Linked DNA regions of Mus musculus: all the other regions are linked to region 7. Evidence: chromatin contacts called from public Hi-C and promoter capture Hi-C data. All regions are on one chromosome and are shown on one strand. The core of a region is the stretch at or near the end of the contact, and the rest is flanking DNA. Distances in the headings are between cores, read along the strand shown.

Region 1 (3,494 bases), core at 63-2,562, 1.5 Mb before region 7:
CCAGTGTCTGGTTTTTTACTGGCCCTTTCTCAGGTCACCGCCTCCCCCACTGGCCACCTGATAAAGAGAGGAGGCCTCTCGTTCTACTAAGGGATGTTACCATCTCATAGAACCTGATTCTGAAAGCACACGCCCCCCAACTTCCTTTCTAAAAGTACAGATAATTCCCATGGGAAGAAATGGGGGAAACGAGAGTCCACTAATTTACAGCACAGATTTCCACCCTACCCACCACAGACACTGAAAACAGAAACTGAGTTGCTCAAATCAAATGGAGCAGAGCTTATCCTGGTGCCCTGAAACATTTAAGAGAACCTGAGGAGAGAGAGGTGCAAGGATTGGCAGCCCAAAGTTTCATGGCCCCTCCCATCCCAAATTCTTGGAATCAGAAAATGCAGTCTTCCAAAGTAGGTCAGCTCAGCAGTGAACAGTTCCTCTGGAAGGAAAGCGAGCAAGAGCCTTCTCCTGATAGAGGACAGGATTCATCCAGGACTCCTGAAGCCAGAGCCCCAGAGGCACGGGAGAGAGGGAAGACAGGGAGACCCAACCAGGGATTAGAAAAAGCTCAGGGTCCCAGATCTCCACTAGTCAGTGATGGGAAGGGGGATTGTCAGAAGGAGAGGCAGATGGAAAGGAGCCTGAGTTTGCTAGGGGAGGAGCCTTCTGCCACTTCTAGATCCTGGAGGCTGCCCCTGTGTCCCGGGCCCCATGACCTGTGGGGCCTTGGCTTCCCTAGCTGGCAGAGGATTGGGCCTTCCCTGGGACACCCCCTTCCTCCTCCCCACAAGCCTGCGGCTCTCCTCTCTCTCTCTCTCTCTCTCTCTCTCTCTCTCTCTCTCTCTCACACACACACACACACACACACACACACCACACACACATACACTTGCCCCCCTCTCAAGCATTTGTTTTGTAGCTCCTCTTTGTCTGTTGGGCAGGAGGGCAAACACATCTGCCTACCCTCCCTCTGCACCCCCACTCCCTGTGCACCCCCATTCCCACCTCTCCACTGTCTTGGAAAAGGGATGCTGTAGCCTAGCGCGCGCGCGCGCACACACACACACACACACACACACACACACACTGGTACGTTTTCTCCTGCCCCCTCCCCAAGCGCATCCACGCCTCCCTCCCTCCCTCTCTCTCTCTCTCTCTCTCTCTCTCTCTCTCTCTCTCTCTCTCTCTCTCCTGTCTCTCTCTCCCTCTCTCTCCCTCTCTCTCCCTCTCTCTCCCTCTCTCTCCCTCTCTCTCTCTCTCTCTCTCTCTCTCACACACACACACACACACACACACACACACACACACACACATACACACGAGGCTCTCAGCACATACACCCTGGGCTGAGCGGTTCTGCCGGCTGCAGCCGTGGGCCCCTGCTCACCGTGCGGCTGCCACTGCCTGCGAAATGACGGCGGTTCCCCTCACTTCCAGGAATCCACGCTTCCTGGAAGGTGAGTGGCTGGGCTCACCCCTGCCTGCCACCGAGACGCAGACATGCACACACCACCCGCACTCCCTCGCCGTTTCCAAGGCGGCGGCCGCGTTCGCACCCCAGGGTCTCACCGGCAAGGGAAGGATAATGTAAGTTCAGGCAGAAGGCGGCTAGCGGAGGGGGGGTAGGGGGGTGATGGGGCTAGGGAACCAATTCAGTAACAACTCCCAAGCCTGAGGAGAGGGAGAGGACGGGGGCTGTGTGTATAGCGGGGGGGGGGAGGGGGCGTTCCTCCTTACACTTGGGGAGGATGGGAAAGGGTGCTTGGTGTTGCTAAGCGAAGACCGTGACTTGGACAGTGGGAGCTTGTGGTGACATCTTGATTAGGCCTTGGGGACAGAGGTAGAGCAGCCAGGGGTGGAATACCGAAACAGGCCTGGGTGGGAATGGAGAGTAGAAAGACCTGAGATGGGAAGAAGAGCTTTGACGGCAGATGCTTCAGCCTGGAACCGACATGTGAGGGGCCTCAGCCTCCTGCCCACAATAGAGAAGAGCCGGGGGTGGCAGTCTTTCTTTGCTCGTGCACTGACTGGTCCCTGATAGCAGGCTAGCATCCTGCCACCTGGAGCCCATGGTCAAGAAGAGAAAGCTGGAGAAAGATATCCCTTTCAGAGAAGTGCAGCGGCTTGCAGAGCTCCAGGCTATTCCCCAGAGGCAACCACTCAAGGGATCCAGGAGAGGGCCGGTCTCTTTCGGTGTGTGAGACCGCTCAGCTTAGTGGGACTGCTCCCCATCCCTTCCCCGCCTTTCTGCCCTTTCTCCACCTCCTAGTTGCTTTGCTGTGGACCTCACGATTTAGCTTTGCTCCCAGAAGGTTCAGCCAATCTACGATGGCTTTGACCAAGAAAATGTCTCTGATACCTGAGAGCAGCCTTAATTCTTGGCTTTGACAGTCTGAGATTTCTTGGAAGTCCCAGGCATTTGAAATTCCCTCACTGGGGTTTCCGAGGCTGAGAGGGGAAACGAATGAGTTTCCCAAATCTGACTTTGTCCCCGTCAGCCTCAGGCTAGAAGTCTAAGTCTCTGGAGCCTCACAAAGACCCTCTGGCCTTTGACAGAGATTCCTTCTTAGATTTTAGTGCCATGAAAGTAGACTTGAGTGTGTTTTCCCTCTTGCCTTTATCCTAGGGATGACAGCAGCATCAAAGAGCCTCTGGAGTTACTGGTGCGCCTTGAGGCACCTGCCTTTCTCTCCTGTTTCCAGCCCTTCATTGGGAGAGCCACAAAGAATGCTTTTCCCTCAGTGTCCCTGAGCTTCCCTTTAAGAATATTGTCTCCCAGAAAGCTAGCTCCTAGTCGTAGAGACAGCCTCAGCTCCAGGAGACTGGGCCAGATATGGATTTCCAAGAAATTCACTCATTTTAGAATCAGCAGGTCCCTTCTTACTAATACTGGGTGCTTTGTAGTAGGTCAGCACTAACCTTTGAAAAGAACAAGAAACTGGGTGTGGTACATGCACGCAATCCCAGTACTCCAAAGGCTGAGGCAGGAGGATTTTGAGTTTACTTAACCTTTTTTGACCTATCTAGCCTCAGTAAACTCAGTTGAAAGGGCACGTGTTAAAACCGGACCTGAATCTACAAGTCTTAATGGTCCTGAGCCGCTCACATCATGGTTTGTGTCTGGTGCTGTCTTAAGGCAACTTCTTAAGAAAACCGTTGCTCGCCTAAGGAGCCTCAGCAGGGGAAAATCAGATTCAAGCCATAAGGCTTTTTCTATAGCCGGAGAACAGGGTTCCTCGGGCTTCCGAGGGATAGAGTGGGGAACGGGACTTTAGGAGAGGTTGCGATGGGAAATGGTCCCCAAGTCCTGAGTGGTTGTTTTCTTCCCACTGACCAAAGCTGGAGAGGGAGCTCTCAGGAGGGTGTGCTCCGGATTTCTTGCCTCAGGCCCAGGACTCCAACCATTTTATAATGGAATCTTTATTTTGTGAAAGTAAGTATGTGCATAGCTGGGAAAGTGGGTAAAATACTAACCTAGGCGAACTTTAGGGATGAAT
Region 2 (3,529 bases), core at 770-3,269, 1.5 Mb before region 7:
GTTTTTTTCTTTTTGGTTTTTTTGAGACAGGGTTTCTCTGTGTAGCCCTGGCTGTCCTGGAACTCACTCTGTAGACCAGGCTGGCCTCGAACTCAGAAATCCACCTGCCTCTGCCTCCCAAGTTCTGGGGCTAAAGGCGTGTGCCACCACTGCCTGGCAGAAATGTTTGTTATTTCATCCACTTCCTTCTTCTGTATTTACCTCCCTCCCTTTTCCCTAAAGAGGTCCCACGTCCCTATCAGATCAATTGTATACTACTAGTCTCTTTTGCCTTCTTTGAATCTTTTTCGGAATTTACTTTGATCTTCCTCCCTAAGGAACACCTCCCTTCCCATTTCCTTGATCAGGTCACATGTACACTGCCGCTTCCCCCGCTACTGCTCCCCAACCCCCGATCCTGGCAGTGGTTCCACTTTACTCTCCCACTTCTGCAGTTGCTCTAGGATATATGATATGTGAACTCACACCTGAAGGTTTGCAGCTAAGAGCCTCCAATGACAGTGACTTTCCAGGTCTGGGTTACCTCGTTCAGGGTGATCTTTTCTAGCTCCATCCATTTACCTGCAAGGTTCATGATTTATGTGTGTGTGTGTGTGTGTGTGTGTGTGTGTGTGTGTGTTTACAGCTGGACAGCATTCCACAGTGTATATGAACTACATTTTCACTACGTGTTTGTCAGATGTAGGACATTTAGGTTGTTCCATCTCCTGCCTATTGTGTTTGGAGCAGCAATGAGCGTGTCTAAGCAGGTATCTGCAGAGTAACATGTTGAGTCCCTCTGGCATATGCCAAGGAGAGATATGGCTGGGTCATGTGATAGATTTATCTCTTGAAAGTTCTCCACACTGATTTCCATAGTGACTATACCAGATTGCTATCCCACCAACAGTGAGTGAGTCCTCCCCATCCTCTCAGTCATTTCTTGTCAGTTGTTCCATTGATCTTTGCCATTCTGACCAGAATAAGGAAAAATCGCAAAGGTATTTTTATTTTTTATTTATTTATTTTATTATTTTTTTTTTTAAATTTTTTTTTTTTTTTTTTTTTTGGTTTTTCGAGACAGGGTTTCTCTGTATAGCCCTGACTGTCCTGGAACTCACTTTGTAGACCAGCTGGCCTTGAACTCAGACATCCGCCTGCCTCTGCCTCCCAAGTGCTGGGATTAAAGGTGTGCGCCACCACGCCTGGCTGAGAAATATCTTAAAAGAAGAAAGTTCATCTCTAGCAATTAGGGAAATGAAAATCAAAAAAAAAAGAAAAAGAAATTCAAGGTCACACTTGGCTAACCAAATAAGTTCCAGGTCAGCCTGGACTACTTGACTATGTTTCAAAATAAATAACTATCTGATAGACTTGATCAGTTAAATTGTGTTGGTACATACAATGTACTAACTACAGTGCTTCATCTGTGTTAATAGGATCTGGAAATAAAATGGTGGTCCAAGCCCAGCGTGGTGGCCTAATCCCAACACTCGAAGCCTCTATTTGGAAAGACGCATTTACAAATGGTTTATTTCTCCCAGGTCTTCTATTTCTAATTCCTACACTTAGAACACATATTTCAAAGAAATAAATCATGGCGTCTTAAGGTGGTTTAGCGCCGCCTTTAGTCCGTCTACTACGGGCAAGAGAGAACCTCTCCAAGTCGTACTACAACTCCCACAATGCATCTCTTTTGTCCTCCCACACTAGGGAGTGTGCGTCCGAATTCTGGATAACTTCCGCTCTGGAACTATCGTAAACCGGATGTTATAGAGCCTTGTAATCACTTCCTGGTTTGGGAATGTAACATTTTAATCTTCCGCCGGAAGGTTAAATAGTTCCACTGATATTTTTCGTCATAGACCATTTCTAGGGACTTATCACAACCCTACATTTCACAGGAAACTCTAAGTAATTAGGTAAATTCGAGCATAATAGCTGCTAGGGAGTAAATAGAATTACAGGTCGCTGAGGGTTTTTTTTTTCAGCGTGAGCGTAGGAATCTCGTACTATATAAGCGGGTCGGGCAAGCCGCCGGATCCTCTTTCGAGTCTTGGCTCCAAGATGGTGAGTGTCGCCGCGTGGTGAGCGCGCGGGCCTGGGTACTGGGGTAGAAGTAGATCTATGGACGGTAGGGACCTGAAAGTCAGAGTCTTGGAGGAGAAAGTGACAAAGGGTCCGTCCAGCCCGGACTTGGCGTGCTCGGGACTTGTACGGGTCTCTGTCGGGGCTGCGGGCGGCGGCCGGCCAGGAAGGGCTGAATTCTCGCCCCCTTTCCAATAGCGTCTCTTTCCATTCTCAGACCAAAAAAAGAAGAAACAACGGTCGCGCCAAAAAGGGCCGCGGCCATGTGCAGCCCATTCGCTGCACGAACTGCGCCCGGTGCGTGCCCAAGGATAAGGCCATCAAGAAGTTTGTCATTCGGAACATTGTAGAAGCCGCTGCTGTCAGGGACATATCTGAAGCAAGCGTCTTCGACGGTAAGTGAGCCACAGCCGTGATTTGTACAGGGACGAAGAGTGAGGAGGGTGTGTATGGCTCGTTGTCTTCAGCTTGGGGAGAAGGTGCCTTTTGTGGCACAGTAAGCAGGCCTAATGATGGGGTTTTAACTTGGTTTTTCTCTTGGGGTGGAGATTGAGGCTCATGCATGGTAGCCAAACCCCTGCATCCCATCCCTGTGAGAGACTGCCTATTTAGGAGAATCTGAAAAAGCATAATTCTTTAGTTATTGAAAAAAATTGAACAGCTTTTAAAACGGGCAAAGACTGGTTTGGGCAGTTTGTGACTTGGTTTTTGGCGTCTCAGAACTCACTGTGTAGACCTACTCAAGAGATCTTCCCTAGTGCTGGGATTAAAGGCGTGCACCACAGCACCTGGCTGGCTTTTGTCTGTTTGTTCATTGTTTTGTTTTTTTCTTGACCTAACAGTAGTAACCATGAGGCCTGCCAGCAGAGTGAGACTCCCTAACTTGAGCTATTCTCATATTGTGTGGCCCACTTTGGCTTTGAGGATGCCTTGGCCTTTTGAGTGGCAACCTCTAGCCCAAGAGTTGAACTCTTGGTGTATGTTGGGTGTGGTGTTGGTTTCTCTGGTTTTCATTGGGTGTCATTTATCAGTAAAACTTGGAGGTTAGGGTAATCCTGACCAATAGAATAAGAGAATCACAGGAAAGGGCGTCTGTCTAATCTGCTTCTCGATTTCTCAGCCTACGTGCTTCCCAAGCTCTATGTCAAGCTGCATTATTGCGTGAGCTGTGCCATCCATAGCAAGGTTGTTAGGAATCGATCCCGCGAGGCCCGGAAGGACCGAACACCCCCACCACGATTCAGACCTGCTGTAAGTAAATTATTTTAACTTGGGACATACATAGTCTTACCCAGAGAAGTATCCATTAAGGTCTTATTTAGTCTGTGTGGCAGCTACGACCTACATTTAAATTTTAAAAATGCTTGTCTGTTTTGCATAACCTGAAACACTTTTAGTGATGCTAGGTGGGTGGTGGTTGGTTTCTTTGGTTTGAGGTGCTGGGTCCTCAACTTAATGCTGG
Region 3 (3,686 bases), core at 884-3,383, 1.5 Mb before region 7:
TAACCCAATTCTAACGTCCACAGGAAGCCCAGGGTTCTGCTGGGAGGGGGGAGGGGGGGGGCTGTTCTATGTTCATCTCAGGGAGCGCTTGACCACTGAAGCAAGAACAGTCATAAGACGCACCATTCTTTTTGACTGCCCACTCTCCCTCCTCAGCAGCACGGGACATTCCAGACCCTCTCGCCATCCTTAACTCCCTCCTCTTGCTCCTGTCACGAGGTCTCAATCCCCCAGAGTCCTTTCATGTGATGCTCAGCTGAGACCCTTCTGAGACAAGCCTGGGATACATTCATCCATCCGCACCCCTGATGCAGAGGTGGTCTGTCAGTTTGGCCTTCCTGAATACCCTACTCTTTTTCTCTCTACTTTACATCTCCTATCACTGCATTTAAGATATTACCCAAAGGATCTCCATGTCACCATGGACATGTCACCATGTCACCTCCTTGGAGCCCCTATTTCGCTGAGTGCTCCAAGCAGCCTCAGAATTAGTGCCATGCCTTCTGCCCCCTGCATCAGATAGGGATACCTCTATGCTTGATCCTAAGGTTCACATCTAAAGCTGGGCACAACGGTTTAAGTATGTACTTAGGAGGTAGATGAGGAGTTTGAGTTCATCCGTGGGTACACAGTGAATCTGAGGCTAGCCTGGGCTACACTGGACCTTGTCTTGAACAAATAAAAAAACCAAACAAAACCATATCTTCACTAAAATCAAATAGGACAAGCCTAAAGTATTTTGACTTGTCTGATTAGAAGGGGGAAACCCAGAGCTGGTGTTCAATTGCTAATAGCACTTGCTCCTGACCACCCACCCACACTCACCTTCTAGGGCCCCCACAGCCAGCAGAGCACTCAGCACAAGCACGGGAAGGAAGCTCCTTCTCTGGACACCCATAGTGGTCCTCTTGCCAGCAGCCAAAGGTACCAGGGGGTGGGAGCGAGCCCCTATATAGAAAGGGATGGTCATTTGCATAGGCCTTCCTCCTCTCCCTCCAGAGGAGGGGAAACCTGGGAAGAAGGAAAGGGCCAGAACTGATTTCATCCCACACAGCTCAATGACAGTTTCTGGTTTCGCTGGGTCACATTCACTGACACACTTATTCTGGAAAGAGTTCACTGATGGGCAGCCTCAATTCACATACTTAACAGTCACAATTCAGCAAGACAGAGTGAAGAGAATTGTGTCAAACCAAGAGATCCTTAAGACAGAAACAGCACCTTTATCCAAAAGCATCCAGAAGGGGCTGGGAGGGTAGATTGCCAGCAATAAAACAACACAGGCAGCCAATGAACCCCGAAACAGTGAGACAGTATTAAGCTAGGCTGAGAAACGACTCTATTATCTAGCCAAAGAATCCTTTACAATAAGAGTCCCGATTTTCCAGCCTGGACTAGAGTTCCAGGACAGCCAAGATTACACAGAGAAACCTTGTCTCAGAAAAATAAAAAGAAAGCGGAGGGAGGCGAGAAGGAGGGAGTGTGTGTGGGAGAGAGAGAGAGAGAGAGACCGGATTTTGTGCCCCACATGGAGACCGAGACAAACGGATCTCTGTGAGTTCGAAGACAACCTGGACTTTTGAACGCATTCCAGCCAACAAGGGCTGCATTATGAGATGTTTCCAAAAAGCAGGCGAGAGTGCTGGAGAAACAGCACCGCTGTTAAGAGCGCAAGCCGCTCTTGCAGAAGACCAGAGTTCAGCTCCAGCACCCAAGTTAGGCTCACGACCGCCTAGAACCTCAGCTCCAGGGCACCTGCTGCTTCTGTGAAAACTTAAATGCAGACACACAGACCCACACACCATTTAAAATAAAATACATTATTCTTTTTCTTTTAAAGATTCCCAGGTTTTGCTTTTTAAAAGAGACTCTCTTGTCCAGGTGGAATTTTAATCTCACCCAAGGGGTGGTGAAAATTGTGAGGGAAAGGTAAGGAAATCCGTAGACCAGAAACACCACCAGTTCCGGCCTGCGGAGCCTAAACCAGGAACTGCGGGAAAGTTGTGCAGCTGCCCCGCGGCTCGCCCGCCCAGGGCGGGGCCTCTGAGGCGGGAGCGCGATGGTCCGGTCCGCCCTCGTGACGTGAACCAATCGGAAGGGCGGGGGGCGGGGCCAGGGAAACGCGGGAAGGAGGGGCGGGGTCTCGGATGGCCGTCTGGAGCAGTGGGGGAGGCGGCAACATTGTTTCAAGTTGGACAAATTGTCAAGGGCTGAGCTCTCCTTGCGTTCCATCCCGAGCTGGGACTGCCGTGCTCACCCGGGGTCCCCCAGGTCCTCCGCTCCGAGTGTCGGGCCCGCTTTCGTCAGGGTTCCCGGGCCCCGCTCCCGGGGGCCTGAGCCGCCTCACTAGCGCTCCATGGAGAACTTCCAAAAGGTGGAGAAGATTGGAGAGGGCACGTACGGAGTGGTGTACAAAGCCAAAAACAAGTTGACGGGAGAAGTTGTGGCGCTTAAGAAGATCCGGCTCGACACGTGAGTGGCCTCCGGAGCCGGAACTCCTTTGCCCGGACCTCTTGGCTGTCCCCCTCCCAACCCCCTACCCCAACAGGCGGGTAGCGTCCCCGGACCGGAAGGTAGCGGGGAGGGAGGGAGGGACGCGTGAAGCGAGCGGTGGGTTGGCCGACCGTGGAGGCTCTACCGGAGGAGACTGTCCGGGGCTGGAATCCAGGGGAAAGTTTCTTGCAGTGCTCCAGCCGGTGTGCTCCCAAATCTGCTAGCCGAGAGACTTGGGAAGAGAAAGTTGTGGGGTGGGAGCCCGGGATAGGAGGGGTCCAGGGCTGTTCGTGGAGTTGGGTTATGTGGTAACCAGAGAAAAGTTCCTTTCTGAATGGAGAGCTCTCCTCACTGCTCCAGCACCATACTTAGAACCCTCACTCTCTTTCAAAAGAATGGCAGTTGAGATTCACTGGCCCTCAGGGGAGGCCGGGAGCTACTCTCACCCCACTCCCCTATTACCTTTCTTCTGCTTTTCATTCACCTGGAGGCTCTTCTTACCTTTCACTGGAAAAAGAGGAAATAATGGCCTTAAATATGTCTAAAAGCCACACCCTAACTACCCAGAAATTAACTCCTCACAGCACCTCTCCTGTCTGCCTTCCTAAGGGGGCTGGGGGTTGTGTATCCCTGAGAGAATGATGTTTGTAACCGTATTCTTGTCTCTGTTTTCCCAACCTCTCCAAGTGAGACTGAAGGTGTACCCAGTACTGCCATCCGAGAGATCTCTCTCCTTAAGGAACTTAATCACCCTAATATCGTCAAGTAAGTCTGCTCTGAGAGATGATCACTATGACGAATTCTGCTTGCTTAGCCTCAGAATTTCTCTCCTTCAACTCCATTTCCTGGACCTTCTCTTGCAGGCTGCTGGATGTCATCCACACAGAAAATAAGCTTTATCTGGTTTTTGAATTTCTGCACCAGGACCTCAAGAAATTCATGGATGCCTCTGCTCTCACGGGCATTCCTCTTCCCCTCATCAAGGTAACCCTGTTCAGTGACAGCCCACAAATTTTAGGGAAAACTAGAGGCAGGTAATTCAGTCTGGTAATTTATTTTGGCTTTTTCTCAGACTTCAGACACTCCACCTTCTCCTACTCATTAGTCATTAACCCTAGGATGGACAGAAGAATCAAAATTGAGGAGCTTCTATGAGCCGGCAGCTCAGGTGGAAGGAGATCAGATAACACTCA
Region 4 (3,489 bases), core at 396-2,895, 1.2 Mb before region 7:
ACACTTCATTTCCCAACCATCTGGCACATGCACCTGTACCTCAGGAAAAAAAAAAAAAAAAAAAAAAAGCTTCCAGGAACAGGTACTATATTGGCTGTGCTTGGTCTCCTAGGGACAAGAAATTCCAAACACAGAAACCAAAAAGCCTCCTGTAATGGGAAAATTAACCCTTAGGAAAACAGACCAGGAGTTGTAAGACAAGCATTGAATCAGGAGAGAGGGGGAAGGAGGGTGGGCTTGGATTCCAGTCCTAGCTCTGCCATCCACTGACAGGACAGCTTCAAACAAGCCGTGTAGCCAACTGTCAAACAGATATGACACTTGCATTTTCTAACCTATTGTCCTGCAAATCAAATGAGATAAACTCTGAGTGCACGTGTAAGACTGCTGTATTACTTGTTGCAACAGAATGGCAAAATAAACTCACAGTGAGAACCAGAGGAAATGCTTGAAAATGCTTGTTCCTTCTTTTCAATCACTGGGAAGTAGGCCCTGCCACAAGGTTTACTGAAGACACTGCATAACAAATGCACCCCTCACCCTCCCTTGGCACTATCCAATCCCACTCTTTCTTGGGGGAACACTAGTAGCCACCCATCCTGCTACAGTAGTTAAAACTACTGTATAAGAAGTAGCTGCCAAGATTCTCATAGGTCAATCTCCCAAGAACAGTGGCCTTGGTAACCATCACATTTGCTACCAGTTGAAATGAAGTTTCATGAAATGAAGTTAGTGTACCAATCCAAAACACCCTCATCCTGCTTTTTCAGGTCTTTCTCCTGCCCCTACTCCCACCCCCCCTCACTCTCTACCCCACAAATGCCCTGCCTCCTGGACTGGGGTGGGCTTTCCAGTGTATTAAACGAGTGGATGGATCGTGCGTATCAGAGAGCGGGGCTGCAAATCATTCAGGGTCAAAGATGTAAGGAATGTAAGAGTCCTCCACGGAGAGGCGGGAGGGGAGAGAAGCGGCGAAGGAATAAAAGAGAAAGACAAGGCTGCCAAAGACAAGGCATGGGAAAGAAGCCAAGCTATGGCGCTTGGAGGGCGGAGGTTTGGGTTCCGCGGTCCCTGCCAAGGCTAGCCCCCAGAACGTTCCCTTCGCCTCCAGGCCTGTCAATCATTGCCATTTAAACTCCATGTTGTCCCTCAGCCCCAGCAATCAGCTCCTCCCGGGTCCTCAGGCTGGCCCAAGGCCACTCCCGCACTTCCCGAGGCTCTCCCTACTCCAGAGGATCTTCCAAAGCTCCAGAGCCCCCAGCTAGCTCACCTCCCGACTCCTCCCAGCTGAGCTCCCTTCCTCCATTTTCCTCCTCCTCTCCACCCTTCCTCCCTACCCCCAGCACTTCGGACCCAGGCACCAATCCACAGGGACCTCGCCCCCTCTCCCCCCCAACCCCCCAGGGTTAGAAGCTCGCCCAGGCGCATTACGCACCACCCGGAACGCAGCCTGGTTTCTCCGGACGCGGGGCCTGGCTGCAGCTGAGGACACGGCGGCCGCGTAGCACACTGTGTGCCCGGTCTCAGCCTTTCCCCGTAGGGGAAGGGGAAGGTAAGGATGGGGAAGAAGGTTCCGACCACTCCTCGCTGTCTCGGGTTAGCCCTTAGCCACGCCCACTGCTGCTACGCAACGGGGCGGAAGCTCGTCACCAAGCCCCGCCTCTCTATTTAACTCGGCGGCGCCTGGATGCTCCTTGCGAGCGGCCTATGAGAGGCGGGGGCTAGCTGGGCCTCCGCTCTGGGCCGGAAGTTCTTAGGACGGACAGTGTAGCCTTTTGGGAGGGAGGGCTCTATGTGCTTCAGGTGTGAAGCTCCGGGGCGACCCTGGGTGTCCCGCCTTGCAGAGTTACTTGGTGCTGGGTGGTGCACGGCTCGGGTGCCAGACCTGGTGCAGCGCTGGGACGAGGTCGCCGCGGGGCAGCTGGTCTGCAGCGTGGCCTGCTGTCCTCCCAGCCCTTCAGTTTCCAGAGCTGTGGTCAGCATCCCGGAGCCTCCCGACCTGTGACTCACAGTCATGGGGATGGATGCTGCTGTTAACTTAGGAGGCCGCAGGATGGAGAGGGAGGGAGTGTCTCACCGCAAAGCTTTGATCTAGGGTGCTGCAGGGGTCGTCCACCTCCCAGCCACACACTCTTGTAGTATTCCTGATGGCTCTTCAAAAACTCAGACCGCCCGAAACATTAATGGATTTGATTTCCTAAGGCTGCAACACTGTGGTTAGGGGAAATGGGTGGGAGAGAACCCGAGGAGAGTCGTGGTGGAGTTTAAAGCGCTCTGTGTTAGGTAAGCGGGGAAGCAAGACAAGGAATGCAATTACATTACCTCTTAGGCTAATCTGGTGTCAAATAGTATTTGTTGTAGATACTCTCTTTTTTAAAGGGCAATTCACATTAGTACATATGTAACTAGCTTATTCGTGAGAATACAGAGCTAGCTGCTTCCTTTGAAGACAATATGACGAGTACCAGAGGAAACTTAAGCTTCTAGGTGTCTCTGAGATACAATAAAATAAGGAAACAGGAATCGGATGTGCCTTTGTGAACCAAGTCAAACTTGCTTCCCTCCCCTCCCTCTCCCCTAGTCAGGGTTTCTCTTTGTTGCCCTGGCTGTCCTGGAATTCACTATGTAGGATAGGCTGGCCTTAAACTCAAGAGATCCGCCTACCTCTTGCCTCCCCAGTGTCCACCTGGCTTGAGGCTTGCTTTTTATGTTCCGGGTTCAACGTCTTTCAAAGGAGAGTGAATCTGCGTATTATCTTTCTATGGCGAAAATGCTGCTTGTCCCAGAGCCCTGAGCCGAACCGTTCGGTACATTAAAGATGATGTGTAAGCTCCTGCCATGTCCAAGGTACTGGCTTTTAACTAACTTTCCATTTTCATGTGTAAAATGGGCAGTGGTGGCGCACGCCTTTATCCCAGTACTTGGGAGGCAGAGGCAGGTGGATTTTTAAGTTGGAGGCCAGGCTGGTCTACAGAGTGAGTTCCAGGACAGCCAGGGCTACACAGAGAAACCCTGTCTCAAACTCCTTCCCTCCGCCCCCCGCAAAAAAAAAAAAAAGAATTGCCGAGAAAACAAGCAAAGAAACAGACTGGAACTAAAACGTTTTCCTGCTGCATTCCATCGCCCTTGGACCTTTTTTCCACTGTGACACTAGTTGAAGAGAAAATGAAATGTTTAAGAGCCCAAAGTGCATTCTTTGGGAGGAAGGGAGGATTGGTATCTGGGGCGCCCCCTGGTGGTCCATCCATCTTTCCCTCTACGGAACTAATACACTGCAAGGTTCCTTTAAAACCTAAAACTGCCCCCTTCGCGGCAAGTGAATCTCGGAGCCTGATTGGATGGGTGGTGGCCGAAGGTGGGGCGCTTTGGGAGGCAGATCGGACCTTATTGGCTGGAGGAGGTCAGGGGACGTTTCCGGGAATGTAAGCGCTCCGGCGTTCCTCTCCGCAGCATCCGGCGGCAGCCAGCCCCCTGGCTCCCCCTGCGGGT
Region 5 (3,574 bases), core at 3-2,502, 1.8 Mb before region 7:
TTTAATTGGGAGTAGGAGACAGGGTCTTGCTATGTAGCCCAAGCTAATCTAGAACTCCCCATTCTTCCACCTCAGCCCCCTGACAGGTTTGCATCAGTATACCATACATGACAGTATTATTTACAAACTCTTCAATGCGGTTCTACTCTTTAGCCAGAGCTAAACATTAGTCTAATCACCTTAGTTTATTAACAATCAAACTAAAGCTCAGAATGGGTAAGAAAATTGACCAAAGTTTGGCCAGCATGTCTCCACATTCGTTTTTTTGTGGTCTGTGTGTTTCTGCTTTGAGACAAGGTCTCTCTACATATTGCTAGCTGCCCCAAAGTTTGTTCTGTAGACCAGGATGGCCTCAAATACACAGACATCCTCCTGCTTCTGCCTCAGGCCTGCTAGAATCAAAGTTGTGGGACACATGGTATGTCTGCACACTTGTAATGCACCCCTTAGCTCCGGTTACTTGTAGCGCTGGTGGATTCCTGGCCACCATGAAAAGCACAAGGAGCCTAGGGGACAGAGAGAGAGAGAGAGAGAGAGAGAGAGAGAGAGAAACAACAGCAATAAATTGATGGTGTTTATAATTTTTCTAGTTGGAATTAGTCCTGGAAGCATTCCTCCTTAGTCGGAGAAGCACTGTATAATTTACCTTTCACTTTGGCAGTAGCACTTACGCTTCTGCCACGACTAAAATGGGTTCGCATTCCCTGACCACAAAAGGACAGAGATAGATCTGCGCATTCACCACTCACTGCCCGCAACATTAGCAAAGCTCCCTAGAAGGCTGCTTGAGGTGCCTAAAATGCTGCTCTACAGTGATCACCCAGAGCTGAGAGAACCTCGGTGGAGAGGTGAGAAGACAAGAGGGCTGGGAAATAAGAGAAAGCATTCTCTTCTAGGGAGAGGAAGCTGGGAATCCACTGAGAATCGGCCGGCATTGCCAGGAGGTAAGGTGAGGGAAGGAGAAGAATTTCAATGAGTTCAGAGAGCTTCTGCTACCCTAGTAACAGAAGTGTAGTGGACAGCATCAGGACACCAATCCTCTCAAAACCCGACAGCCAGAGCATGTGAAAACTGACTCTTCAGCATGACTAAATGCGAAAAGTGTTCCTGACTCCAGAAACTGAGCCTCATTAGCGAACAGCTCACCCACCAAGCAACCAACCCTCCACTTCGCTCCTTTAGCTCCTCAATACCAACCACCAGATGCCAAAAGCAGAGGGAGGCTCTTGCGTCACGTGATACTGCGATCACGTGACGCCTTCCGGGTGAGCCAAGGCATAGTCCAGTTCCTGCAGCCTTAGGGAGGGGTCCGCCGTGCCCACACCCAGCCAGACTCGACCATGCTGTCCCGCCTGCTCAAAGAACACCAAGCCAAGCAGAACGAACGCAAGGAGCTGCAGGGTGAGCTCAGCGTCCGGTCGGTCGGCAGCTCCCGGCCGCGGCCTAGCTTCTTCCAGAGGCCTGGACCTCGGGTAACCTCCCAGATCAAGGAGAGGGCGCCGGCTAGCGGGCGACCCGAGTGCCGGGCAGGGAATTGGGGGCGGCACTTCTGGAAACTCCGTCCCCTTGCCAACCAGCCCTGGTCCCCTTGGCACCACTCGGGTCCCTGCGCCACCTCCCTCAATCCCGCCCAGGCGGCGCCTGAGTCCCGCCCCTGGAGCGCGAAACGCGTTGCCAATTGGCCCAGCCAGCTTCTCACCCCGGAAGTGGGAGGAATTGGGGACTGCCCAGTCTGCCACACAGCTAAGGCACAACTTTCCCCAGGCCTAGACTGGGAATCCTGGAGTTGCCAATCCATTGCCCAAAGTAGTGGAAAAAGGATGTCTAGGAAGAGTCCTGGGCGTACCTGATGGAGTGTCCATTCCCTTCTCAGGGCCCCAGTTTCTTTGCCTCCAAAATAAAGGGGTTTGTTTTGTTTATGTATGGAAGGTTCTTTTTAAGAGGTCTGGCATTAGTTGGCAGTTTCTAGAACAGTAATAAGTGCGTGAGGACCCATTAGCACCATCTTTCAAATACGAAGTCTGCTCCAACCCCTTTCCCCTTCCCCAGAGAAGAGGAGGAGAGAAGCTATCGCTGCAGCGACCTGCCTGACCGAAGCGTTGGTGGATCACCTCAACGTGGGGTATGAACCTCTTCCCTCAACTCCGGTTTCCTCCATCCACCCTGGTTACACAGCATCTGGGCCAGCTTTCAGAAGGACCCGGTGCTCCAGTAACTCCTCTGATCTGTCCCCTCCCCCTAATGTAACTTTGTGGAGACTTGAGTCAGCTTTCACTCTCTAACGCTGATGGGGGCGACAGCTGCAGTGGTTGGGAAAACAGAATTCCCCTCCCCACACTAACTTCCCTGGCACAACTTGATGCCATCTGGCCAACTCGACTAACCCTTATATGTCCAGCTGTCACTTGGGTGGGAGGGAAGGACAACCTCTTCCACCACGTACCCTCTTTCCTTCCTCACCTCCTACTCTCTGGAAAGCCTGCGAAACAAATGGCAGGAACAGGATGGCACAGCTGGTAGAAGTAAGGAAGAGCCTAAGCCAAGAGCTGTGACAAAACCAGGCTGTCTCTTCCTTTCCTTCTGGGTCTCCAGGGACCCTTCCCCCAACCTTAACCCTCAATGAGAAGACCAGTGGTATCCAAAGACTTGGAAAGATTCCCTGGCCCTGCATGACTCATAAGAGTGCAGAGATGGTGATCTGATTGTCTATGGGAAGAAAGGAGGCACATACTATGCCTTCCGCCCAGGGCGAGTGACAGGCTTGGTTGCAAATCCAGAGACTGATTCATCCAAGGGAGTCATGCAGGGTTAGGGTCATCAACCATTACTCATCTTGAGGGGAGATTAGGGGGAAGAATGGCTGTGGTTGGGGGCTCTGGTCTCCTTTGTCTCCAGACAGCTCTCTCCTCCTCTTCTCTGGTGTTCCCACACTGGCACATCCTTTGCTACATTTGTGACGCTGGCCAGACTTCTTTCTGTTTACTTGCTAGACGCCACCCCACATTCGAAGCTTAGAGGGCACCTAAGCCAAATCCTGATTAGAAAGGGTTTTGTGTTGCTCCCCACAGCTCCTATTCTCCAGAAAATAAAACAAAGGCCTAGTTTGTCTCAGCCCTTGTCAGGTGCCCTGCCCACTTTCTTGAAGCCCCCCCCCCCACCCAGCCCTTTGCCTCCTCTGCCCCCACACATTCCAGTGGGTGAGGGCACCGGATGTGGAGTCTCCTTACTGACCTAGAGCTTTGGAATAGGGAATGAAAAGGTCATCTGCTAGTAAGAGAGGGAACACTGGTTATGTAAAAGGGAAAGTGAAAAACACTGGTGGAGGATGGAGAGCTAACCTCTTAGCAGTGATAGTTACCACAGCCAGCACCTTGACTGAGCTGAGAAGTGTCAGCACTGGGCAGTGTGGGTGGGGTGGTGTTCACTCATCTGTGTGGGTGGGAGAGTTGGGTCTGAAGGTGAAAGCCTGTGATCCCAGCTCTTGGACTGTAGAGGCAAGAGGATTAGATCAAGGCCAGCTTCATCCACATAGCGAGTTTGGGGTCATCCTGGGCTACATAAGACCCTGTCTCAA
Region 6 (3,494 bases), core at 108-2,607, 1.4 Mb before region 7:
ACAGGTGACTGTAATGTTCTGGGAACTCCCTTCCCTCTGCAAGGATACCAGGTTATACCAACCAGGTTATTTCTCCAGACCCTGTTTGCATTCTAGTCTTTTTCTTTTGTTTGTTTTTTCGAGACAGGGTTTCTCTGTGTAGCCCTGGCTGTCCTGGAACTCACTCTGTAGACCGGGCTGGCCTCGAACTCAGAAATCCGACTACTTCTGCCTCTCAAATGCTGGGATTAAAGGCGTGCACCACCAGTGCCCGGCTTTGCATTTCTAGTCCTTTCTACTAAAGGGTTTTTTACTGGGGATCCCTACAAAGGAACAAAAGTGTAAACAATTAGGAACAAAACCCTAACCCCCTGATTGTTGGGAGAAAATGAAAAAGCTCAAGCAAGCCTTGGGTTGTTTTTATTTTTTCCTACACAGGTTGGGTACTGAAAACTTGAAATGATGCAGAACTTTTTTTTTTTTGTTCGAGACAGGGTTTCTCCATATAGCCCTGGCTGTCCTGGAACTCACTCTGTAGACCAGGCTGGCCTCCAACTCAGAAATCTGCCTGCCTTTGCGTGCGCCACCTCATCCCGGCGATTCAGAACTCTTAAGAGTGACCAAATCCCTCATAAACGTTTCCCTTAGATGGCCCCCATCAAAAACCACGGCTGGAACAATAGTGCTATTTTATTCTAGTCTAGTAGGAAGTCTGGCCTTTTTCTATTAGCAGGCCATGGTACATGTATAATCACCCAGACTGTCCAGTTAGTGCTCGCTTCCAGCACCCTAGGACTTCCACCTCCGCTCAGCCCCTCCCAGAGGTTATCCCAGCACTGGAGGATTTGACCAGCCAGGCCGGTCGCGCCGGCCGACAGGGGAATCCAAGGCTACGCGCACGGGACAACCGCCCAAAACGTACACACACACCCACTGACCCTAGTCCTATGGCTCCAGGCTCCACCCTGTTCCACCCTGCCCAGCGGCCTCTCAACCCTTTTCTCCCTGTAGCTCCACCCCTCCCCGCTTGGCCCGCCCCTCGCTGTTACGAGCTCAGGGTCGGCGTGAATGAGAGGTTTTTCCCGGAGAGACCACGCTTTCCCTCAAGCTCCCCAACGGCTCCGCCTTCCCGCCGGGGCCAGACTCTTCCCAGCGTGCCCGGCGATTCCGGCGTGCGCAGACTTGGGAAGGCAAGTCCTCCCAGGGCCTGGCGGACGGGCGCGAGGAGCAGGCTGGGAATTGTAGTTCTAGAGCCCGCGAGGGCGGCTGGGAACTGGCCGACAGCAGGACTCATTGTCCCAGTGTGCCCTGCGCCTCAGCCCGCGCGCTCGCAGCTTCTCGCTCTCTCTGCCCGCCCTCCCGCTCCCTTGCTTGCTCGCGCTTTCCTCGCGGATCGAAGAGACTCTAGCTACAGCCTGTGGCTGGGAAGGGAGACGGAGGCCGCAGCTCAGGGAAAGTGAAGCTGCAGTAGTAGCAGTAGGAAGATGTCGGGCGAAGACGAGCAGCAGGAGCAAACTATCGCCGAGGACCTGGTCGTGACCAAGTATAAGATGGGGGGCGACATCGCCAACCGTGAGTGCGGCCTCGGGGGTCTTGGAGTCGAGGCTGAGAGGGAGAGGTTTGGGGCTCTCTCCGGAGGGCTGTGGCGTCTGGGTCTTGCCGAGTGAGCCACCGAGGGGCGCGTGCCGACTGCCGGGGGCGACGTGGTGGGGAGATCTGGTGTCGCCCTGGGGACTGAGCAGCCATGCCTGGGCTGGAGAGTGGAGGTGCGGGCCGGCGACCGCGAGGAGTACAGAGAGGGGCCCAGGCATGCTCCGACCCTGGGCGGTTGGTAAGGAGGCAAGGCGCGTCGTCTTCTGCCCATACCCTTCGGTCTGTCCGGATCTATGCTCCCGACTGGCAGCAGTGAGGCCACCTCGAAAAGGAAGCGGCCAGCTGTTGGCGACGGAAGCGCCCCTCTGCCAGTCGCGGCTCTTGACCCGCGGGAGCTGAGCCGGCACGTGTTGCCAGGTCCCTGTGTGCGGATCGATGGCTCCCCACTTCCTCTCCTACCGTGCTTCCCCACCACGTGCTTTGCTAAAGTCTTTACTTCAGGTCTTCTTAGTGGGGACCCCCTTCGCCCCTTGACCTAGCTCGAGGGGCCGTTGGAAGACACTTCTGGAGCTTCTAAAACAACCTGGCTTTCCTGTATGACCACTGCTCCGGTTTTTGAAGGCGGCCTTTAATATTTGTTCCTAGAGCCTCTACAGTGTTTTGAGGTTCTGCTTAGACAGCTGGGCAAGCCTGTCTATAATACTGAAAAGAAGTGGAGAGAGACACGGATTTTAGGATTATAAGCATTTCTTAAATGATCTTTACTCTCCTAACAGTTGTCTGCCACTTGGACAGATAACTTTACTGTTTTCTCTTTCCAGTTCTTTCCCTCCCTTACCCCCTTATTTTTGGGGCTTTCTGTGTAGCTTTGGCTGTCCTGGTACTCCCTTAGACCAGGCTGGCCTGAGAGATCCGCCCACCTCAGCGTTCCAGAGTGCTGGGATTAAAGGTGTGTGTAACCATGCCCGGCTCTTTAACATTTTAAAAATTAAAATTCACTTGATAAAAACTGTCTTAGACTTGGCAGTGGTGGCTCACGCCTTTAATCCCAGCACTTGGGGAGCAGAGGCAGGCGGATTTCTGAGTTTCAGAGAAACCCTGTCTTGAGGAAAAAAAAAAAACTGCCTTAGGCCTTTAGAATGGACTTGACAAAATACTTGGAAGAAGGTATTTAGGGTGTCTTTGGTTACATCTTAGTTCCTCTGGAATCCAGAGAATAAAACACATAAGAAATCATCAAACCTAGAATTCCCATGATCATAAAGACATACACAAAATGATAACCTTATTTGGGGTGATGTTTTAGTATTTGCTGTTGGTTTGAATCAGACAGAATCTCCAACCCCACAGGCAACTTCAGATAATAGTTTTGAAACTGGTTACATGTGATCTTGATATACTGGAAGTAAAGTTTTAGCCCTCTGAATCTTTAAGACCTTAGGTTAATTCCCCTGGGCTTATATACTTAGACATGGGGAAATACAGCCACATAAATTATGATTACTACTTTGTGTCTGGGGAGGGACGGAGGTAACATTTAACAATGCTTCAACTTTGACTCAGCAGTTCTCTACCTCCCCATTGTCCCCGACGCCTATAAATGTCTTTTGGTCTGTTTGTGTGTGTGGAGTGGGTTGCCACAGCATCTTTGGGATGTGTGAGGCCTAAGGCCTAAGTGTCAAATCATGGAGAGGAGAGAAGCTGGTGCTGACCTTATTTTTGGAAGGGAAGGTAGGAAGTAGAGCAGGGTGTGGTGGGCTCACCTTCAGTGCCAGCACATGTGTGGGGAGACAGAGGCAGGCAGGTCTACGCTGAATTCTAGGACAGTCAGGGGTATTTCTCAAAAACAAAAACGCAGACGTTAAACATGGGTAGATTATTCCAGGACATAAACCTTTCCTCTCTCTACCTTAGGACAATGA
Region 7 (3,539 bases), core at 91-2,590:
CAAGACAGCAGGCAGTCTCCGGGTGCTCTTTTGCCTGTACATCCTCCCACACTCCAGTGGCGGCGACAAGGTTGAGGAGGATAGATTTGCCGCGCCCCTGTCTCCCCCCCAGTTCAAGCTTCGGTAGCCCTCTCCACCTCCCTGATAACTGCACCCAACCAGTCAGCAGTAAGCAGCGTCCGAGTCTAGCACTGGAGGAAACAAAAGCTCCCCGGCCACCCCCTCCAGCATGTTCTGCGCTGTCGCCGCCGCCACGCCGCGGTCCGCACTCACCCCACCACTTGCTCCTTGATCCTGACCGGGATGTGTGCGTAGCGAGGCTCAGGGGCAAGGTCTAGCAGATCGAGTCTCGGGGGACCTTGTGGGGGCGACCACAATGCCAGAGGGTTCGGGAGACTTGGCGCGTTTCGGGTGCTGGAGTACAGGAGACCCAGCGAGGCGCAGGCGAGCAGCAAGACTAGCGCATAGAGGGCCCGGCGGTCTAGCCGCATCCTGATATGGGGGAGGGTGAGAGGTGACCAGGCTCTCAGAGAACGTGAGGGCCGGGACTCTGGACCCCGCCGCCTCCGAGGCTCGCGCAGGTACCCAAGGCCAGCCATCTCCGCTCCGCACGGCGCGCACCCCTTCCCTCATGCTCACGCCAAAGGTCTCCCGGCCTCCTTTCTTCCGCCTCTCTCTCGCCTCTGGGCTTCCGCATACACCCAAGGCTTGCCGTGGTGACATGCAGTATCTTGGGTGCGCAGCCCTCGGGGACCCCACCCCCACCCCACGGGCAGCAGCCGGGCCAGGGTGCTGCGGAGGGGCGGCTGTACTGCACCTGGCGGGTCAGGGAAGGCACGGTGTCGCGCCCGCGCTCGCGGGTGCCCGGCCTCGGTGACCCTCGGGTGGCCTCGTTGAGCCACGGGCACGATGCGCGAGGCCAGGAGGACGCCGCTCCTGCCCACACCTCGGCCGCCGGGCGTGCCAGCGCACTGACCTGTCTAACGTTCTAAGGCCGCGGCAGGATCGCGGTCCGGGCAGTGCCCGGTTCTCCGCCCCGGCCGGGGGGTCCTCATGAGGCCGGCGACGGCCTGATGCGGGAGCTGGGCGGGAGGGAGCCCGACAGTGTCGGGGATCCGACTCCTCCCGCCTGCGGACTCCGGGGCTTTGTAGACCGCAGCGCGGGGGTGGTTCTGAACGTTTCCTGCCGGGGTGAACTGGATCGTAAATCCGCCGCGCCCCAGCCCCAGCGACAAAGCGGGGAAGCCCTGGCACCGCGTCGCGCTCCCAGGCAGCCGAGGGCTCAGGCCTCCGCCCGGCTCTCACACCGCAGCGCAGCGCCGCTCCCGGGCTGGCTGCGGCACAGGCTCGGGCTCTGAGCGGGGATGGCGAGCTCCGCGGCGCCGTCTGGCGGACGCGGAGAAGATTGCTTAGGCGATGAGCCCTCCCGGGAAGGTCCCCCCTTTTCACATCCCTTCGTCCCCAAACCGCGGTGTCTAAGATGCCAGTTCCCGGTCCCCGCCATTTCCCCACTCGTTCACAGTGTAGCCCCAGGAAGGGCGATTGGGTTCAGTATGCGGTCTAACCTCATTTCAAGGAACACTTGGATGGGGAAGATGAAATAAATAAAACCAGCCAGCCCTGGAGGTGAACACTGCCTCACGAGCAACAAAGACAGCGGCCTCTCTCTGACCTCTTGGCTCCGAATTCCAGCCATCAACCGAGGCAAGCCGTTACTCAATGGCCGGCCTACTTCCCCTAACTGCTTCTTGGTACAGACTTGAAGAGGAACCGCAGAAAGTGGCCAGATGGACAGTGAAGTAGGCCATAGGTGGCTTGATTCCCGACACTGACCAGAAACAAAGTCCTGTGGTTCTCAGAAGGATCAAAATTGAATAGAAAAATAGGTAAAACATAATGAAAAATGTGTCTGGGGGTTGGGGCTGTAGATAAGCAATATTGAATGAACTGTGTGTGTGTGTTGGGGAGAAGAGGGAAAACCCACCCTTAAACCAGAAGTTTCAGATCAAATGCTAAAAGTAGAATTACAAAACCTTTAAAATAAATCAAGGGCTTTTTTTCCTTTACAGTCGGAAGAGATCCCCTAAGCAAGAGGCGAAGGGAAATATTAGTAAACCTGTCTATATAAAACACTTACTGGAGAGATGGCTCAGCAGTTAAGAGCACTGGCTGGTCTTCCAAAGGACCTGGGTTCAATTCCCAGCACCCACATGGCAGCTTACAACAATAATTCCAGTTCCCGGGCGTCTGGATACCCCTTCACAGACCCACATGTAGATAGAATATTATTGTAAATAGGAATAAATTTATTTACAAAACACTTGATAGACATCGGGTGTAGAATGCAAAGTTAGGTTTTTATTACTGTGCCCAAGAACTCCGTGAATCAAAATGATCTTTGTAACCGGTCAACTCCCTGCCCGAGGACAGATACGCCACGATTCTCTGGAAGCTGTTACCCGTATCAGATAGCAAGCCACATGCGTTCACTTTTCTAGGGGATCACAGGGAGTTGAGAGGTAGGTAGGAGGAAGTATGTCAGGATGTATGCTTGCTTCCATCTGACCAAGGCATAGCCTGTGAGTTAGCCCTTTATAATCACCTGGCCATTGTAGCTGGTGGCCATTTTCTAGGAACCCTGGAGTGGACTGGCCAGAGTCCATCATCCTGGCTAGTATTAAAGCTTGCTTCAAATTTTGTTCAAAAATTGTGGCAGTCATCTTATTCTTGACTGGTAGAATCAAAACCGACGTGGCGCATGCCTTTCTTAACACCGTGGAGTCAGGAGCTGAGGAGTTAGCAGGTTTGGTCTGGTCTAAGTAAGTGAGACCCTGTCAGAAAGCCAACAGTTGGGTTGGGGGATATGGCTTAGTGGTTAAGAGCTTTTCTCCCTCTTCTAGAGGACCCAAGTTTGATTCGAAGCACCCATGTTGAGTGGCTCATAACTGCGCACTAGGAGACTTTGTGCCCTCTTCTGGTCTCCTCAGGCTCTCTCTCTCTCTCTCTCTCCCCCTCTCTCTCTCTTCTCTCTCTCTCTCTCTCACACACACAGCACACACATGCAGACACACGCACAAGTGTTGAAGATTAACCTCATTGAGAGAATGGTATTTTGAGATTTTTCATATATTGTTTCCCTACGCATGGAAATATCTTGTGAAGCACACACACACACACACATATGTTCTTCATACATGTGCGTACATGTGTCCGTGTGTTAGGATGTGGTGGTTTGGATGAAGAGGCTCCTCAATTGGCTGAGATATTTGAGCACCTGGTCTCCAGGTGATGTCACTGTTGGATGGAGAAGGCACCTTACAGGAGGAAGCGCGTCCTTATGGCTGGGCTCTGAGAGTTCAGAGCCTCAGCCCACTTCCTGTCCTCTCTCTAGTGGGTTTTGTCAGCTGAGGTGTGATCTCTCTCTCAGTCTCCTGCTCCTCCTGCCTTGCCTCCCCACCACAGTGAGCTCATCTCCATCTGAAATCACACGCTCTAACACAAGCGCTGGAGGGAGCAGGGCGGTTTGAGTTATGCCACCT

The links. Promoter capture Hi-C pulls out the DNA fragments that hold promoters and counts their contacts. A called contact is a pair of places that touch in the nucleus more often than the background predicts.
Region 1: a contact with region 7 is called in a promoter capture Hi-C map of liver, with 2.4 times the contacts expected there. The contact joins the promoter of Ikzf4 here to the promoter of B4galnt1 in region 7. A contact is called at or near these places in 1 of 39 promoter capture datasets (liver), 2 of 115 datasets of contacts at active chromatin or transcription factors (pancreatic cancer cells and thymic regulatory T cells) and 1 of 9 other capture datasets (macrophages).
Region 2: a contact with region 7 is called in a Hi-C map of B cells, with 8 read pairs. The contact joins the promoter of Rps26 here to the promoter of B4galnt1 in region 7. A contact is called at or near these places in 1 of 484 Hi-C or Micro-C datasets (B cells) and 1 of 115 datasets of contacts at active chromatin or transcription factors (thymic regulatory T cells).
Region 3: a contact with region 7 is called in a promoter capture Hi-C map of pre-B cells, with 2.8 times the contacts expected there. The contact joins the promoter of Cdk2 here to the promoter of B4galnt1 in region 7. A contact is called at or near these places in 6 of 39 promoter capture datasets (cranial neural crest, embryonic stem cells, fetal liver and 2 more) and 1 of 484 Hi-C or Micro-C datasets (B cells).
Region 4: a promoter capture Hi-C map of liver shows a contact between it and region 7, with 2.8 times the contacts expected there. The contact joins the promoter of Rnf41 here to the promoter of B4galnt1 in region 7. A contact is called at or near these places in 8 of 39 promoter capture datasets (the C10 cell line, embryonic stem cells, hematopoietic stem and progenitor cells and 4 more), 1 of 115 datasets of contacts at active chromatin or transcription factors (thymic regulatory T cells) and 2 of 9 other capture datasets (adipose tissue and liver).
Region 5: a promoter capture Hi-C map of liver shows a contact between it and region 7, with 2.2 times the contacts expected there. The contact joins the promoter of Bloc1s1 here to the promoter of B4galnt1 in region 7. A contact is called at or near these places in 3 of 39 promoter capture datasets (liver and pre-B cells).
Region 6: a contact with region 7 is called in a promoter capture Hi-C map of liver, with 5 times the contacts expected there. The contact joins the promoter of Pa2g4 here to the promoter of B4galnt1 in region 7. A contact is called at or near these places in 4 of 39 promoter capture datasets (hematopoietic stem and progenitor cells, liver, neutrophils and 1 more) and 2 of 115 datasets of contacts at active chromatin or transcription factors (bone marrow-derived dendritic cells and embryonic stem cells).

The regions. Positions count from the first base shown.
Region 1 is chr10:128,643,811-128,647,304 of GRCm38.p6, reverse strand. It overlaps Ikzf4 (IKAROS family zinc finger 4), which reads left to right and starts at 1,312. Exons shown (of 8, transcript NM_011772.3): 1 at 1,312-1,584; 2 at 3,337-3,430. The coding sequence starts at 1,498. Gm26876 (predicted gene, 26876) reads right to left here and starts at 1,421. Exons shown (of 2, transcript NR_152728.1): 1 at 1,385-1,421.
Region 2 is chr10:128,624,996-128,628,524 of GRCm38.p6, reverse strand. It overlaps Rps26 (ribosomal protein S26), which reads left to right and starts at 2,019. Exons shown (of 4, transcript NM_013765.2): 1 at 2,019-2,049; 2 at 2,285-2,462; 3 at 3,188-3,318. The coding sequence starts at 2,047.
Region 3 is chr10:128,703,498-128,707,183 of GRCm38.p6, reverse strand. It overlaps Cdk2 (cyclin-dependent kinase 2), which reads left to right and starts at 2,133. Exons shown (of 8, transcript NM_183417.3): 1 at 2,133-2,472; 2 at 3,181-3,258; 3 at 3,357-3,477. The coding sequence starts at 2,357. Pmel (premelanosome protein) reads right to left here and starts at 926. Exons shown (of 11, transcript NM_021882.4): 1 at 826-926. The coding sequence starts at 898.
Region 4 is chr10:128,409,772-128,413,260 of GRCm38.p6, reverse strand. Rnf41 (ring finger protein 41) reads right to left here and starts at 1,645. Exons shown (of 7, transcript NM_001164237.1): 1 at 1,436-1,645. It overlaps Nabp2 (nucleic acid binding protein 2), which reads left to right and starts at 3,411. Exons shown (of 7, transcript NM_027257.2): 1 at 3,411-3,489.
Region 5 is chr10:128,921,202-128,924,775 of GRCm38.p6, reverse strand. It overlaps Bloc1s1 (biogenesis of lysosomal organelles complex-1, subunit 1), which reads left to right and starts at 1,252. Exons shown (of 4, transcript NM_015740.3): 1 at 1,252-1,401; 2 at 2,050-2,122. The coding sequence starts at 1,341.
Region 6 is chr10:128,563,797-128,567,290 of GRCm38.p6, reverse strand. It overlaps Pa2g4 (proliferation-associated 2G4), which reads left to right and starts at 1,357. Exons shown (of 12, transcript NM_011119.3): 1 at 1,357-1,551. The coding sequence starts at 1,464.
Region 7 is chr10:127,162,957-127,166,495 of GRCm38.p6, reverse strand. B4galnt1 (beta-1,4-N-acetyl-galactosaminyl transferase 1) reads right to left here and starts at 1,340. Exons shown (of 11, transcript NM_008080.5): 1 at 977-1,340; 2 at 274-492. The coding sequence starts at 491. It overlaps Gm51819 (a long non-coding RNA gene), which reads right to left. Exons shown (of 3, transcript XR_003949045.1): 3 at 2,813-2,831.